Regions from separate parts of the Pungitius pungitius genome. Here region 2 is linked to region 1. The links are chromatin contacts, called in public Hi-C maps. All regions are on one chromosome and are shown on one strand. The core of a region is the stretch at or near the end of the contact, and the rest is flanking DNA. Distances in the headings are between cores, read along the strand shown. Region 1 holds the start of LOC119215708 (glucocorticoid receptor-like). Region 2 holds the start of LOC119215636 (NEDD4 family-interacting protein 1-like).

The links. Hi-C and Micro-C count contacts between places; a contact is called where the count stands out from the background.
Region 2: a Hi-C map of muscle shows a contact between it and region 1, with 2.5 times the contacts expected there. The contact joins the promoter of LOC119215636 here to the promoter of LOC119215708 in region 1. A contact is called at or near these places in 2 of 2 Hi-C or Micro-C datasets (both in muscle).

The regions. Positions count from the first base shown.
Region 1 is chr16:14,274,359-14,282,022 of fPunPun2.1, forward strand. LOC119215708 (glucocorticoid receptor-like) reads left to right here and starts at 3,064. Exons shown (of 8, transcript XM_062558207.1): 1 at 3,064-3,844; 2 at 4,490-5,724. The coding sequence starts at 4,499. LOC119215710 (a long non-coding RNA gene) reads right to left here and starts at 2,743. Exons shown (of 3, transcript XR_005120058.2): 1 at 2,488-2,743; 2 at 655-891; 3 at 1-38.
Region 2 is chr16:14,444,765-14,452,240 of fPunPun2.1, forward strand. LOC119215636 (NEDD4 family-interacting protein 1-like) reads right to left here and starts at 3,701. Exons shown (of 8, transcript XM_037467940.2): 1 at 3,494-3,701; 2 at 2,221-2,308; 3 at 1,680-1,810; 4 at 481-549. The coding sequence starts at 3,523. endou2 (endonuclease, polyU-specific 2) reads right to left here and starts at 6,962. Exons shown (of 6, transcript XM_037467741.2): 1 at 6,787-6,962; 2 at 6,322-6,427; 3 at 5,958-6,079; 4 at 5,634-5,746; 5 at 5,148-5,301; 6 at 4,477-4,865. The coding sequence starts at 6,891. The coding sequence ends at 4,611.

The sequences.
Region 1 (7,664 bases), core at 1,814-4,313:
TTTCACCGCTGTTGTATTTGGGGTGACGGCAGAAGTGTCTGAAAGATAAATCAAAAGCTCAGCAAATACAACCAAATGGATGCAACCTCCACGCGACGTGATGGAAACCACATGCTGACCTTTACTTGTAATTCACTCAGGTTCTTATGAAAGCAAATGGACAGCTAACAGTGCGCGCGAACGTGTGTGTCTGTGCGTGTGCGTAGACAACGTGTAGGCCACCTGCCTCTGCTCGGGGACCAAAAGGTCAGTGTTATACCCCGGGACATTTGAAACCCAAACTTTGGCCTCTATCAGTCATGTGAGTGCACATTAATGAATATTCACGTTGAGGTCCCCTCCGCAGCGCAAAAAACCACGGATGCCCACGTGAGCGCGTCGTACTACACAACCTGCGTAGCTCTCAGTCTGCACGTACACAACGCGCACGTGAAGCGCCACGCGTCCAGTGTTTTTCTGTCGTTTATCGCTACGCGTCCAATTAAAAACTCGCAGTGTTCCCTGCGATGTTTTGAGAACAGTGTGGTTTGCCCAGGGCCCCTCGGGGAGCTCCCGCCTCTCTGCGGCCACGCTGGCTCCTAATGAGAGATCCACATGCACGGGACACTCTGGGCTCCTTCTAATCGAACGACTTGCATGGAGGGCCTAACCTACCCCTCCCCTCCCTTCCTCCTTCTTCTTCTTTCTTTTTCTGGCCTGTTGGTTTGCAACTACCCATCTTTGTTTCTTTTCTGGAAGATGGAACAACACGGAGCGTCTGGGCTGGTCTGCACAGTCTGGACTGTCCACGTCCCTTCCTCTCCATCTTCTTCTTTTTCGTCTTCTTCTTCGTCACCCCAGGTTGACTCTGCATAAAGGCAAAGCTTGAATGCCTGCTTGTTCTGGTTCACTCTGCCATCATAAAAGAAAATGAATGTCAAACTGAAGACCTTGTCTTGTTGAGGGTGAGCAACAGAAATAAAATAGACTTCATTTTACTGATAGGTCATCCGTCCGTTCACGTTGGACTCGAGGAGGTCCTTTAAATGCATTAAAGGGATTTGGACCAAAATATTATAACTGAAGCTGCAAAGTCACATCATTCAGGATGGCTCTCTTTGCCTCTTATATTTGTAAATATTGTGATTTGTCATTTGTATTCTGTAGTTCTGAAACAATAAGTTGATCATCCCTGTGCCGATGTGAGGGTTTCGGGACAGACGATGTTGCATGTGTACAGACTGTAAGCCCTCTAGGGCAAATATGAATGAATAAAATTCATTGAATTTAATTGATATAATTTAATTTTTAAGATGAGTTTAGATAATCCATACATTATTTGAACAATGCAAAACATTTCATTTAATGTCATTGTATATTTGTTTGAAAAAACAATGGACCTATTGACCTGCACATTATGTATGGGGGGGGAGGGGGACTTTTCATTTAAGAGATTATAAATCATGTTCATGCTTGAAGTTTCAGCAGTGCTTGCTGACCGTCCACTTGACCTTTGACCCCTCACTCCCAGGTTGCGCTTCCCATTTTAAACTCAGAGAAAAGAGCAGAGAAATATCTTCCCTGAGCGGTTATTAATGTCGTTGTTCTCTCCCCGGCGGGGTGTGCACTTTTCTCCGTTCACGGCTAATCATCTGCTGCTAAAACACGTCATAACATTTTGGGTGGCGAGTTATACTCGCATGCTTAAGGATCTCTCAAGGTGGCAGTCATTCACAACTTCTCAAGTGGCTCTCAACCAGCCCTTTGGTGAATCAAGACCTCTCGGGACCAAAAACGATTCAATCGGAATACGTGGCAGATCTCGAGGGAAACAGAGCTGTATTTGTTATTCATTTCAGAGTTTAGGAGATAACAATCAAGCAGTTTATGAAACTTTGGATTCTATTGGATAACCGTGATTACTTTCTTTAGCTGGATTAAAAACAGCCCCCCTCCCCATGTTCTTTATTTGACCGCTAAAAGGGAACCCAAAGCTATAATGGGTTGTGTGCTAACTTAGGTGGTCGCAAAGGCCTACGGAGACACGTTCTGACAGATTCCTCAGCAGAGAGATTCAATAGGGAAAGGGGCGTTCACAGGCAAGTGTCAAACTAACAGCCGCGTCAAGCTGCCACACACACAAGACAAGGGGACCGAAAACAGAGCTATTTCTGCTGTGGAATAAAAGCTAAAGAATGCGCGCATTAAAAAGCTGAAATTATTAGAAAAACGCAAACGTTCCGGCTGTTGGGCCAAAACTGACCTTTAAGGTAAAACCTTCGCTTAAAAAAAGTGCTCAGCCCGCTTCATTTTTCACACTCTAACCGTTTTACTCGCGTCGACGACGGCAACGACGGGGCTTTTATTCTGAAAGACCAAGACGGAAGCGCTCAACTCGCCACCTCCGGCTTGACGGCGTTTCACTAACTGTCCGCCCTGCCCTGCCTGAGTTTTCAGTTGAGTGCGCCAGGGCAGCGGGGCTCTATTATATAACTTTGATGTACTCACGGGTTTAATGGCGCAAGAGCAGAATATCGCGGCGCAGATCCGTGGAGTCATTGCGGAATAATCCTGATATCGCCATCACGTCACGCCGGTGACTTGCGTTAAAAGTTCCCGACAGATCGTCCAGAACGGCGCACACCGTGGACCTCGACAGCGCCAGCTAGGTCAGCGACGTTGTTGACTTTAGTTTTTTTTTTTTTTTTTAAACAGCTGATATTGCTGGGCGATGTTTTCCTGTCGCGCGGAGAGCACGGCGGACACACACCCAGATGACATTTCCCCGCGCAACATTGCTGCAAGGACGCGGGTTTAATGAAGTGTGTGAGTGTGTGAGCGTGTGCGTGTGGACGTCGCGTCATTTCTCATATGTTTTCCAACTTGGACCGACTGGAGACCTAAACGGGGTGTGTGTGTGTGTGTGTGTTGGGGAGTGGGGGAGCATCCTCTCGCTACAGGTACGAACTGCATATTTACTGCGACCACTTGTTCCGCGGCTGGAGAATTATCGTGGGAGGGAAATGCTGGTTGTCTTCTCTTCCAACTCCCCCCCCCCCCCCCCCCGCCGTCCCCAAAGTAGGCCGACTATGAGCGCGCCCGGTGCTGCGTGGTAGGCGCACTGACAAACCGCGCTCTGCGCGACCCCGCCGACTCAACCCCACCAGGCGCACGGAGCAACCGGCTTATTTTTCCTGCAAGAGAGAAATAGAGGTAGAGAGGTAGAGAGAGAGAAGCGGTTTGCACATAACGGCGGCTTATCTGCGCCTGTGCGCATGCGATCGGTGCAATTTCCCGCGGTAGCCAACAGGTTGCACTAACGCTGTTAAGATGTGTCATGCTCGTTCGGTGGGGGGAAAGAAAGTCTGTTAAAAAAAAACAAACTTTTGTGGGCGGGGGCTTCGATAAATATCTAAAGAACGGCATTACCTTCCATTAAAATTTCATTACAGCAGAAATCTCAACTAGGAAATATTGCGCTTGGATTGCCTGGATGCAGTGGTAACATTACGCGTTACAAACGGCTCCTCCAGGGATATACATAAAACAAACTATTTATATAAGTTTTGCACGGGGCCGCTGTTTGGCGCAACACACGCGCACAGGAAATGGTGCGGCCGTATTTACCTTTCGTCAATGCGTCCATTCGGAGGCGACGTTTGTTTAAAATGAAAAGTTGAGTTTAACGTGCGCGCTTTGCAGAAGTTCAGGTGAAATATGGGCTCGTGTTGTGATATTTAGTCGGCGGCGCTGGCGCAAACTTTGAAAATGTGACCGCTTGCCTGGCTTCTAATGCGCATAAAAGGAGGCAGCCGCAGTACAAACACCGCGCAGAGCGTTTCTTTGCACACGCTGTCGCCACACGGTATGCGCTTGCGTTCGTTTAATTGCATTTAAATGTCCTCTCGACCGAATTGTTTATTTGCGCTCTTTTGCACGTGCAGATGGACAGCTATTGGTGGCCGCCGCAAACGCCCCAGAGACTTGTGCGCTAATCTCCCTTTGACAGATGTGTGTGTGGCTCCACACACGCTTGTCTGTACGCGGGATTGTCACTGGCTGTTACATAAGTGGTGTCTGGGCCTCGTTGGCACTTCACGACGCACGAGATGATTCGAGGGCACAGTTCAAAGAAATAACATGAGCATTGTAGTCATGTTATGTAACGGCTCTTTTCCCTTTTCCTGCCTCCGCCATGTTTCTCCAGTGTGGGTGAAATTTAATAAACAGGACTGCTGTCATTAGTTTAAAATTATAAATAGAAATAATAAGAAAAAGGCAGATGCGTAATTGGCCATTAGTGCAATGCCGAAGACGTATGTATATCACAGTGAATTAACTGAAAAACTGATGTGTGTGTGTATTCATAAACGTATCTTGCCGCTCTGTATGTATCATCTTATATCAACTCTTTTAATCTAACAATGTCTCTCCCTCTCTCTCTCTCTCCCCCTCTCTCTCTGTGCATGTGCTCTCTGCTGCGCACTCCTTTCACTCGCCGTCCCATCAGGACAAAGAAATGGATCAGGGTGAACTGAAGCGCACCGGTAATCGAGACGACAGCCTGACATTTGGGGGGACGACAGCCGCAGGTGACACAGCTGGTCCAGCGCTGCAGCCCGCCACGCACCGGCCGGGCCAAGGGTCCCTGGCCCAGCCCGCAGCGGGCCTAAACGGAAGGTGTGGAAACAAGAACCGGGGGGATCCCGGAGGCCTCTTTGACTCCCCTCAGCACCGTGTCCCGTTTGAGGGCTCCGACCCCGAGGAGGGCAAAGCCATTAGCATGCAGAAGCAGCACCAGGATATTGTCCGATTCAACGCCGAGGGCACCGGGCCGCTGCCGAAACACGGCGTCCCCGATCTCGACCAGGCGGCCACCTCGGTCATAAGCGCCTCGGTCTCCTCCATCCTCGGCAACCTCCCCCTGCCGAACCTTTTCCCCCAGCACATCAAGCAGGAGGCAAATTTTTCTCCGGATGAAGACCTGGAAACTTACCGCGGGCACACGGGCCCTGGTTCCTGTGATTTGGATGGCAACTGCAGTCGCCAAATGGAGGATATCGAGATTTGGCAAGACCTGGACCTTCCCAACACCCTGCCAGAAATCAGCGATTTTGATTTGGATTCAGAGGTGGCACACTTGGATAACATCCTACATGACAGCAGGGGGGCCGGTGGTGATGGTGGGTCGGTCAGCGGCTTGCTGAAGGAGCCAAACCTCCTCGTGGGCAACGAATTGAACTCCACCGGCGTCAATGGCTCGGATCCGCATCACCACCCGGTGCACCATCGGCACCACCTGCACCAGCAGCATCAGCTCCAACTACAGCAGCAGCAGCAGCCCGCCTCCCTTCTCTCCAGCGTCATGATCAAGGAAGAGAAGGACCCGGACGACTCCTTCATCCACATCCGGACCCCCGGTGTGGTCAAACAGGAGAAGCAGGACAGCGCTGGCTTCTGCCAGGAGCAGTGTCTCCAGAGCAGCATGAGCTCCCACCACGGGGGAGGCCCCATGTCCTCGCCTCTGGGCTTGGGAGTAGGATCTAGCTACCACTACAGAGCCAGCCCGTCCTCCGCCGTAGGTCCAGCGGACCAGGAGCCTTTTGGACTGTACCCGACCCTGCCTCTGGCGGGGGAGAGCTGGGCCCGGGGGAGCAGGTTCGGAGAGACGGCCGTGTCACAGAGGGCCGACGATGGGCTCCCCTCCGCTGCAGCCCTGTCAACCTTTTCTGTCGGCTTCTCCAGGTACGTCTCCTCAATCGGCCTTGTTTTCTGTGGTGGGATAAAAAAATATATAAATAAAAATGTCCTCAAGCTGTTAGCAGTCTGGCCCCCAAGGCCACACTTTAAATGGGATTCTTCGCTTTGACTTGATGGTTGAAAACTGAAATCTGTGGAGTACATTTTAGAAGGGCACCAATCAGAGTAAAAGGCATTTGATTTTCTTTTGATTAAATAAAATACCAATTTGGTAAACGAAAGCAGTCTGTGCGTTTCAGAGTTCATGCCCAAGTCTGTGTGATTCGAGCACAAAAGAAACATCCTCTCAATAAGCCCCCAGAGTTCTCACAGGTGTTGTTGTGTATTTTCTTTTGTGAGGGAAGCGCTAGCACCCCTGGGTCGGGAGGCACAGCAGGACGCACATTTCTCCAATTCAACCACATTTCACGAGTGCCATGACGAGTGTATTGCAGAAATAAACAAGCCTTTTATTTACACAAATATATTCAGAGAAGACGCATAAGGTGATTAATTAGTTGCCAGGTTACAAAGAAACTGTCGCTAAAAGAAAATACAGTTCAATACAGGAAGAGACTATAATTAGTTCAGTTGAAGTGAAGCTGTTCTCCTACACAGTATCTCATCATCATTTCTCAATGCTGCGCCCTCTGGTATTTTTCCAAAATTGTGTAGTGAAACGGTGCTCGTTGTAAAGATATCACAGTTGCGTAACTGTGTTATTTCTACAGGAAATGACTCATTGAGAAAACATGATATGGGCATTTCTGAGGATGCAGTATGGTGATGTTTAGCGGGAGGGAAACGACAAAAAAAGTAGTGTTCACGCAGCACGTGGACGGTGAGAAAATGTCTGCTTGGACACGCCTCGCTTCAGCTTGGATCTGATAACTTGAAGAGAGATATGTACTTGCTGTGTTATGAGCTTCTCTGTGACCACGGCTTGTTGTGCTTGCGGCGATGTCACACTTGTGAGCTGAAATAGCAATCACTTTATGTAGTGCTCCTTTCTGGGTGTTTTGTAAGTTATCCAAACAACAAAAATGTGGTTTGTAGAAACACGTTCAGAGCAGAGCTGGTATGGAGATCCTTGTTGCACCAGCATGTTGTGTGTTTTCATGCTGTGGGCCTGTGGTGCGGGGCGCGGGCTCTCTGAAACGTTAAAAAACCCCACTGAAGACTCGATTATCAACGAACTACTGAACAACGCCCCACCATAGAATTACCGTGTTCTTTAAAAACTACTTTTAAAAACCCTGCAGCTCAAATTATGGTAATTATCCACATATACCACAACATAACACGTGGGGTAATCTGATTTATTGTTTAAGTGAAAGAAAACACTCTGGGTTGATTGAAAGGCTTATTTGTTTCAGCTCTGCGTGAAACGTAGTGTTTTTGTATATTTCAGATGCAGGCTGTGAGTACTGCTGCGTGAAGGTGCCTCTAATATACCGTAATGCAAGTCAACAAAATCACAAAATCTTATGACCTCTGATAAAGGCTGTCAATACTCGTGATATGAGTACAAATGGAAGTCTTTACAAATACGCCTTTTTTTTTGTCCTGAACTGAACATTTTCAGGCCCGTTGGAGCAGAATTTGGCTCGTTGGTGTTTCCCGGGCTTGAGCTTCTCGTTGTGTGACGACCAATCAAATGGACAAATGTTGCCCCATGCCCTGGGTGAAATTAGGCCTTGACACATTGCCTGGGATCAATAGGATTGAAAATTAGTATCACGGTATAAAGAAAGATTCAGACGGTATCCCGGTATGCGACGGTATTGTTTTTTCAAGTAAACACATTCATTAATTGACCCCCGACTGGCCAGTGAGTTAGCGGGTTAGCACGTTAGCTTGTTAGCCTGTTAGCTTGTTGTGGCTGCTAGTGTTGCCACCAGAGGCAATACGAGCGGCTCAACCAACTTTGCAATATATCGTTTTCG
Region 2 (7,476 bases), core at 2,451-4,950, 170 kb after region 1:
GGGAAAGAAAGAGCAACACAGGGAACAAAAGGAGAGGGGAGTTGACTTGTTTAGGCATTCAAAACAACAAATCTATCATTTGGATCAAGTGTGTCACAACGCTTCCTTCAGGATTCTGCAAGTGCAAAGTCGTGACCGACATCAAAGGGAGTTGTGATTGAGCACGGGCAAGCACATGGGAGTGGAAACCAAGCTCTGCTCAGCAGAGCAAATTCAACACAAACAACCAAGAGAACAATGGAGCCACCACAACACAGCAAGCCCATTTAAATTACCATCGGTGTCACATTATCTGAAAGGTCTGGAGTCAGTTAAATTAAATGGAGGACAAGAGAACCAGTAGATGTTGTGTACCTATCTACTAAGCACTTTAAACACACACACACACACACACACACACACTGGAAGGGTGAGGAACCGAACACATCAACACTAATTATGTCTGCGTTCACACACAAAGTACGCTCTCCTCCCAGTTACCTCCAGTGAACTGCGAATTACATCGTCAAAAGTCTCCGGGCGTTCCCTGTGCTGAGGCTGAGGCTGCGGCTGGTGCGGAGCCAAAAGGGCGGTTGTGTGACAGAGAAACACAACACCGGCAGATCAAACAGGGTGGCCCCACATGCAGTCAAGTAAAGAGCATCACGGGACCACTAGAGGTCAGAAATGAGCCGTCGGAGAGTCGCGGCTGAGGGCACGTTGTCTAGTTTTTACGAGGGGCCTTTCAGGACTTAACTACTGAGACACTCTCACGCACACTAGTCTCAGTAGTGTGCGTGAGAGGGTCTCAGGAGTTAAGTGCTAAACGGCCCTTCATAACTTTCGGATGGAGGAGTCTTTCGTGTTAAAGCCTGCCGGTTGTCGGTGCGCTTTGCCCTGTGTAACTGAACGAGACTGTGACACAAAAATAGGAAGAAGGTTCACCGCAAACCAACAAAATTGAGCCATTAAACAATAATCTAGAAAACTGGCAATAAGCGTAATATCAAAAAAACTATACAACCAAAAATGAACCACATTCTTTGAAAGATGCAACGAGTAATAAAAGGTTTGTGGCTTTGGTTTTTAGTGGTTGCAGCCAAGGGAAATTACAACATCAGAACAACAACAGCTGGAAAGCTAATTGAAAATGGAGATTTACCTGCTTATTTCCACACTACCCCGTGAGGTAGATAATACAGGGATTCATCTCAATGCTGCTTATAAACAATGTTTGAGTAGTAAGGGATCAGCCTTTGTGGCTAAATGAAGCTAGGTCCCAGGTTCCAACATGTAATGCCGACCCGGCAACAGTGCAGAACAAAGTCTGAAGCCCCCCTCCTCACAATTTGAATGCTGCACCAATATACAGTATACTCAGAAGCTACTGAGAACAAAACGCAGGTGCAAAGTGCACAAAGGGTAGTTGAGGGGCCTGGGAGAGAGAAGCACTCTCACACAGGAGGGCTATTACTGAATTCTCATTTATTATGAGTCATCGTTGATGTCGAATCAGAAGAAAACAGTCATGTCGAATAGACACAATCAGAAGAAGAGAAAAGGCTTTTCCACTTCCTGCCTTGCAGACAACGCAGGAAGTGTTTGGGCACCAGAAGCAACGGTGTGCGTCAGTGCACATATCAACTGCGACCACAGACAAAATGCTAAAGGAAAAAAAAAAAAAGAAGTGAGATACTCACTCTTCCGGTTGCCAGGGGAACCGCAGTCTCAGTCTTGGTTCTTTCTGCCTCATCATAGGAAGGCAGCGTGGTTGCTACGTTGTATGATGGAGGATTGGGGAAAGCCCCGTCTTCCTTGTAGTCAAAGAAGGCTGGAAAATAAACGGCACGGTTTCACAAACAAAGGCACAAGTGAGACTTTGAGATGATCTCTGAACTAGAATTTCTGACAAGTCCTTTATGATAGCAAATAAGCTTTTTAGATAACCATAACATGGCTGCTTATGCAAAGAAGAAGAATCTCCGGCGTGTGAGATACATACGAGTCAACTATTATATCCCACAAAGAGGCCAACTTGAAGAGCAATACCCTGTACAATGCCCGTATGTTTCTTTCTCGAACAGTCCACAGTAACTTATTGTTCACTGGCTCAAGATTTCATAAATGCCTCGTTTCCTTCGATTCGCCCTGTGACAACAAACACAAATACGGCATCTCTATGTACCAGCATTGCATATTAGCCCAGCACCTGGGAAACATCTGGGTTAGTGATGGTCTCACCGGCATTGTCCCCTGTGATGCTGCTGTAGGGGGGTGGAGATTCAGCTGCTACCAATGGACTCTCTTGTGGGTCCTCCTCATTGGTCAGCTGGGGGGGGCGGACAACCACATCCTGGTTCATTAAAACATTAGTGCTGGGAACGTGTGTCAGCAGTAGCTGCTTTTAGGTAAAGAAGCTTCTCACTGCCTATATAGTGCTTCACTATTATTGAAATGTAAAAAGAACTGACAGGGTAGCAGAAGGGATCATCTGAAAAGTTGTTTGAGCATAGAGAATATTGAAAATGAGAAATAAACGTGTAAATGTAAGAGTAGCACATGCTTGAGTCACCAGACTCCGCCTCTCCTTCCTCTTGATTAAGCTGGAATTTAAAAGACATCCCATTTGATCATCAGCCAGGAAAGACCAGTGATATAGGGTTGAATACCAAGGGTTACTTAGCAACACTGGTTTCAACAAAAGAAATCCACTAATCGGCTAAAGAAACCTTAGTGGCAGCCTTGATTAGCAGAGGTATTTACATGTACATGTATACGCTTTGGTTTTCCATTCGATGTGGGTGGCGCTTTATTTTATTTTATGCTGTATTTCCTACTACGGAAATGTAATCCCACCACACGTTTGTTAGATTGCATTAGAGAGAAAATGGGGACAAGAGCAACTGGTCACTGCTGCAGTTCCAAATGACTATTTCCCATGATTTCTTAACCCTTAGTCGGTAAGATCCCCCTGACATGCGAAAAGATGATGATACCCCCGCATTCATTAGATAAAGGAACGATGAGAGATAGATAACCACTGATAATACAAAACAAATGCGCTCACGTGACGTGGTCACTCTGAAAAACGTAATGATAGGCACGTTGTCGGCATGTTATCGGAATTAGCGGGTTTTATTAAGTCAGGAGACCCAAGCACAGAAGAGAAAACTGCATTGAAGTTACAAGTTTTAAAAGAAGAGGAAGAAAAAATAGCCAATAGCTCTCCGGTTCGATGGACGGAGCTCGCGTAGCATCAGCTTCAGCGGGCCAACGTAACGTCAGTTAACGTCAACCGTTTTGGTTTCGCGTCAAGCCATTTAGACCCGATTGAGAATAAACGAGACTATTCCCGAACAGATTCAATTGACGACAGCCACAACGAGACCGGCACACCTGGATAGGCGTCGACGTTTTTAATTAACAGCACGAAGCCGACGTGATGTCAAAACACGTAACGTTAGCTAGTTTTAAGCTGTCAAGAGACCGACGATAACGTCGAGTGTTTCCATACCTGCTGATATCTGCCGCTCGGTTCGCCCATTCCGATTATACAACTGCCGGGAATCAACAACAGAGATAGGAACAAGCCTGTGGGACCTCAAAACCAAAACAAAATTATATAACTGTTAACCTAAATCTTCTCGACGATGAAAACCTTTTTTCCTTCGACTGCTCAGTGGTCACACCACTGTCAAGCTATTGTGTGGTTAGCGTAAAATACAAAGCTTCCGGTTAGCGTTGACGTTCTTTCAAATTAAGCCCAGAGTTAAAACTTTCACCAGTAAATAAAAGCTGTGTTTTGTGAATACCTATGTCACCTACATAAGTACTAATGTATTTATTTATTTAATCTGTAACACGAAGACATGTTTAAAATAAATCTTGACGTTGGAAATTTATTTTATTTTTTTATTTATTTGTTTATTTTGTTTTGGAATCTTATCCGTATGATTTCTTCGTCATGCTGTCTAGCTTGATAGGTCTTGCTTCCCAAAACGATTGACGTCATTGGCCATAACAAACCCTCTACCGCCCCCGTTTGGAAGAAAGTGAAACCAATATCAATATAATTAAAAAAGAATTAGCGAGAATAATGTAAGAACGAGAAAAATTCACACACTAAGTTAAAAGTCACCACCTTTGGTGGAATAATTACTCGAGTTCCTTAGAAATACCACTGAAATGCTAAGTTTAAAGAAAAGTCCTGCATTCACAAATGTATTGAAGATACATAAACATATGAGCATCAAATTACATTAAAATTATCAAAACGAATATCTCTCTCTTACAAAAACTGTTATTGGTTTATGGTTAATGGCATATTGCTCCGTTCATCACTTTCATGTTTCACTTTTTTCCCGTTTTTATTGTTGGGCTTATTTAAACGATAAAGACATATCCCCAATCATTTTTGGTTACACTAGTTAGCATGTGACTTATAGCATGCATATCTCACTTGCTTTTTAAAGAAACTCTCAAAATATTCATCACTGTGCAATGAAAATGAATGCAGTTTGGTCTTGAAAGGTTTTAATGTATCTTCATCTAAAAGAAAATGAAATGAACAATACCTACAGCACTTTGTATGTAGAAGTGATATATTGGTATATTGGCCTTTAGTGAAGTTACTAGGTGGGTTTCCGGTACCTAAGGAGCACAGGGTAAGTGGTGCCTATGTGCTTTTGGTTGTAGTGGTGGCAAACGATCTCCACGTCGTAGGAACTGAACTGGACTTTGACGCGCTCGTTGGGCGAGGTGAGGAAGCAGAGGGTGTAGAGGGCGAACTCGAACTCGGGACTGACTCCGATGAAGATGCTGCCCTTGGGCTTTATGCCGTCCTTCCAGCTGAACTGGAGGGCCAGGATGTGTTTGTTCTCGTCGGGCTGCAGTGAGAGAGAGGAATAAATGGCAGGGGATGAAAGAGCAACATCAAAGACGATGGTGTCCCAAGGGGTCAGTGCACCACGCAAATACTTTGCCGTGCGCTGTCTTGCAAGGATAATTGCAAACTGGTGACTAGTGTGGCAAAAAAATATACAAAAATGATCTGAAAATAGAAGATAAAAGAGAATAGAGAGAACAAAACAATCCAGCTACAGTAGTACTGAATATATACATATTCATTCCCATCGTGAGGTCCAACTTAAGAGTGGCGATGTGCACACCTGGGGGGAATTGGCGCTGACGCTGTAGCCTTTGTAGTCGATGTGACCCAGCTTCTCCTGCAGGTACAGCTGGATCCAGTTGTGAAAGCCGATGACAGTCCTCCCGCCTCTGGTCTCTCCGACGAACACGTGCTCGAATCCAGAGGAGTCCGGCCTGGCGGGAGACGGGACGCACGTCATTTCCCGAATTCTTTTGTGTGGGGACGCAACGCAGCCGCGTCCCTTTTTTGGTCTGACGGCGTCATTCTGAAATGCTCCTTGTTGGTTCGTTTTAAAAAATGGAGACATATCCCTCGGAACTTAGCAGAGCGGCATCGATTGAACCGACTAAGTTGTATTAGCTCATGGAGCCATTCGGTCAAAATTGGCTCCTTAGTGGCTGTTTCCATCCTGAAACTGGCAGCTCACAGAGACGCAGAGTGGATGTTGCGTCAGATTCCACTGGTTATTAAGTAATATTTAGGTGCCGAGGCAGATTCCACCTACCTGCTGGATCCCCTCCTCGCATAAAGTTCAAACCAGATCCTGTATAGCTGCTCCTTGAATTTCGTATCATCCTTTGGAGAGAGGTTCTTCTCTACCAGGTATTTATGAGCTATCTGCAAACAAGCAGGAGTTCACGATGAAATGTTTCCGTTCGTGGTTCTATAAAGTAATACATTATAAATAATCCAATCATTGTGAACGTTAGTTTGGTTGTATAAATATTCCAAAGAGTGAAAGCGTATTGAGTTGTCGTCAATGTGTAAGGAGAAATGAGCCTTTTGAAAAGGGCACAGCGAGAGTTTGTCAGAAGAGCCCCTCGGGTACCTTCATGGTGGGAGTCTGAATGATGGAGTCCAGGAATTTGTGGTTCTCCACCACCTCCTCGGGGGTCACGATTTCTGGCTCGCCGGTGTCACTCACATAGTTATCCAACAGGGAGATGAAAGCTGCGGGAAAACAAACAAACTCGCTCTTCAAAAAGGGGATTTGGCCTCAGAATGGGACATGGAGACAATACAAACAAAGCAAAACCATGATCTTAGTACAGTGTAAAAGGGAAAAGCAGTTATGCAACGTGCCACTGTCCGTCATGAGGAGATTATGAGCGGATGGAGAGGGGCTTTCGGGTCTGAAGGGAGTCGACAAACAAAGTCAAGTCAAACAAGCGTCCCTTTTTGAATGCACTCACCTAAAAAAGTCTCCTTTTTGAACGTGTTCTCGTCGACAAACGTAAACAGAGGAGACCCTGCCCCGTCGTTGTCGTCGTTCGCGCACATGCTGTCTCCTGCTTTGCCCTGCAGCGGGACGACAACCACTCAAACGTCACAACTGGTGCAAATACCCGGGGCACGTATCAAATGGGTGTTTTTTACACATTGTCAGAGCTCCACGTTTACTGCACCAAACCACCTACAAGTAAAAAAGAAACGCGCAGAGGGCACAGAAAGGTTTAACACATCACACCACAGAATCCTCTGTCACATGTCCCCCCCCCCCTCCCCCCTCTCTCCGGGCAGGCCTCGAGGGCTCTTCTCTTCTCTCTTTTCATGCTGAGGTGGGAAAACAAGGGATCCGTGGCTTTGTGCAGCTCGGCCGAGGCCCCCCCCCGCCCCCTCCCCCACGTGTGTGTGACGTCGTGTAAGGTGTGCTGCACCTGCAGAGAGATCCTGTAGTCTGTTCCGGGCTTCAGTCGGTTGACGTCGTTGTCCCACAGCTCCTGGGCCATGGCCGACAGCTCCCTCTCACTCTCGCTCTCCATGGTGGTGCAGCCGCTCGGTGCTCCGTCCCCCCCGCAGTGGATCAGCTGTTAATGGTCTTTGTGTGTGTGTGTGTGTGTGTGTGTGTGTGTGTCTCCTACGGGACAGTAGGGGGACAGTTGGTGGACAATGGTGGACGGTAACAAAGGGTGCGAATAAAGTGGAGGCGTCGCTGTTTTAAATGTTGCACTTTTTTTGATGGTGGATGATGCTTATTTCTTTATTCTGTAAACATCCAAAGTCAAAAAAGTCTCAAAATGGACACTGGCACTTTTACATTTAAAATGTATAGTTAGTGAAATACTGGAATAAGGCAACTGTTACAAATTGTCATATAAATATATTTGAATGCCTTGAGATTTTGTTGCTTTGTTTGGTTACATCTCACTCACCTGAGAGCATCACAGTTGGCAGTTTACCAAAAAAAAAGAAAATTGTGGGAACATTTGATCAAACGTTTGAGACACCACTCAACATCCAACACAAACATGCCAAACACACATCCACAAAGCCCTCCATGGCCCCCCCCCCCCGCTTCCTGCTTCCCATCAGCCACCACATCGCAGATCCACTGACCTTGGAGTCTG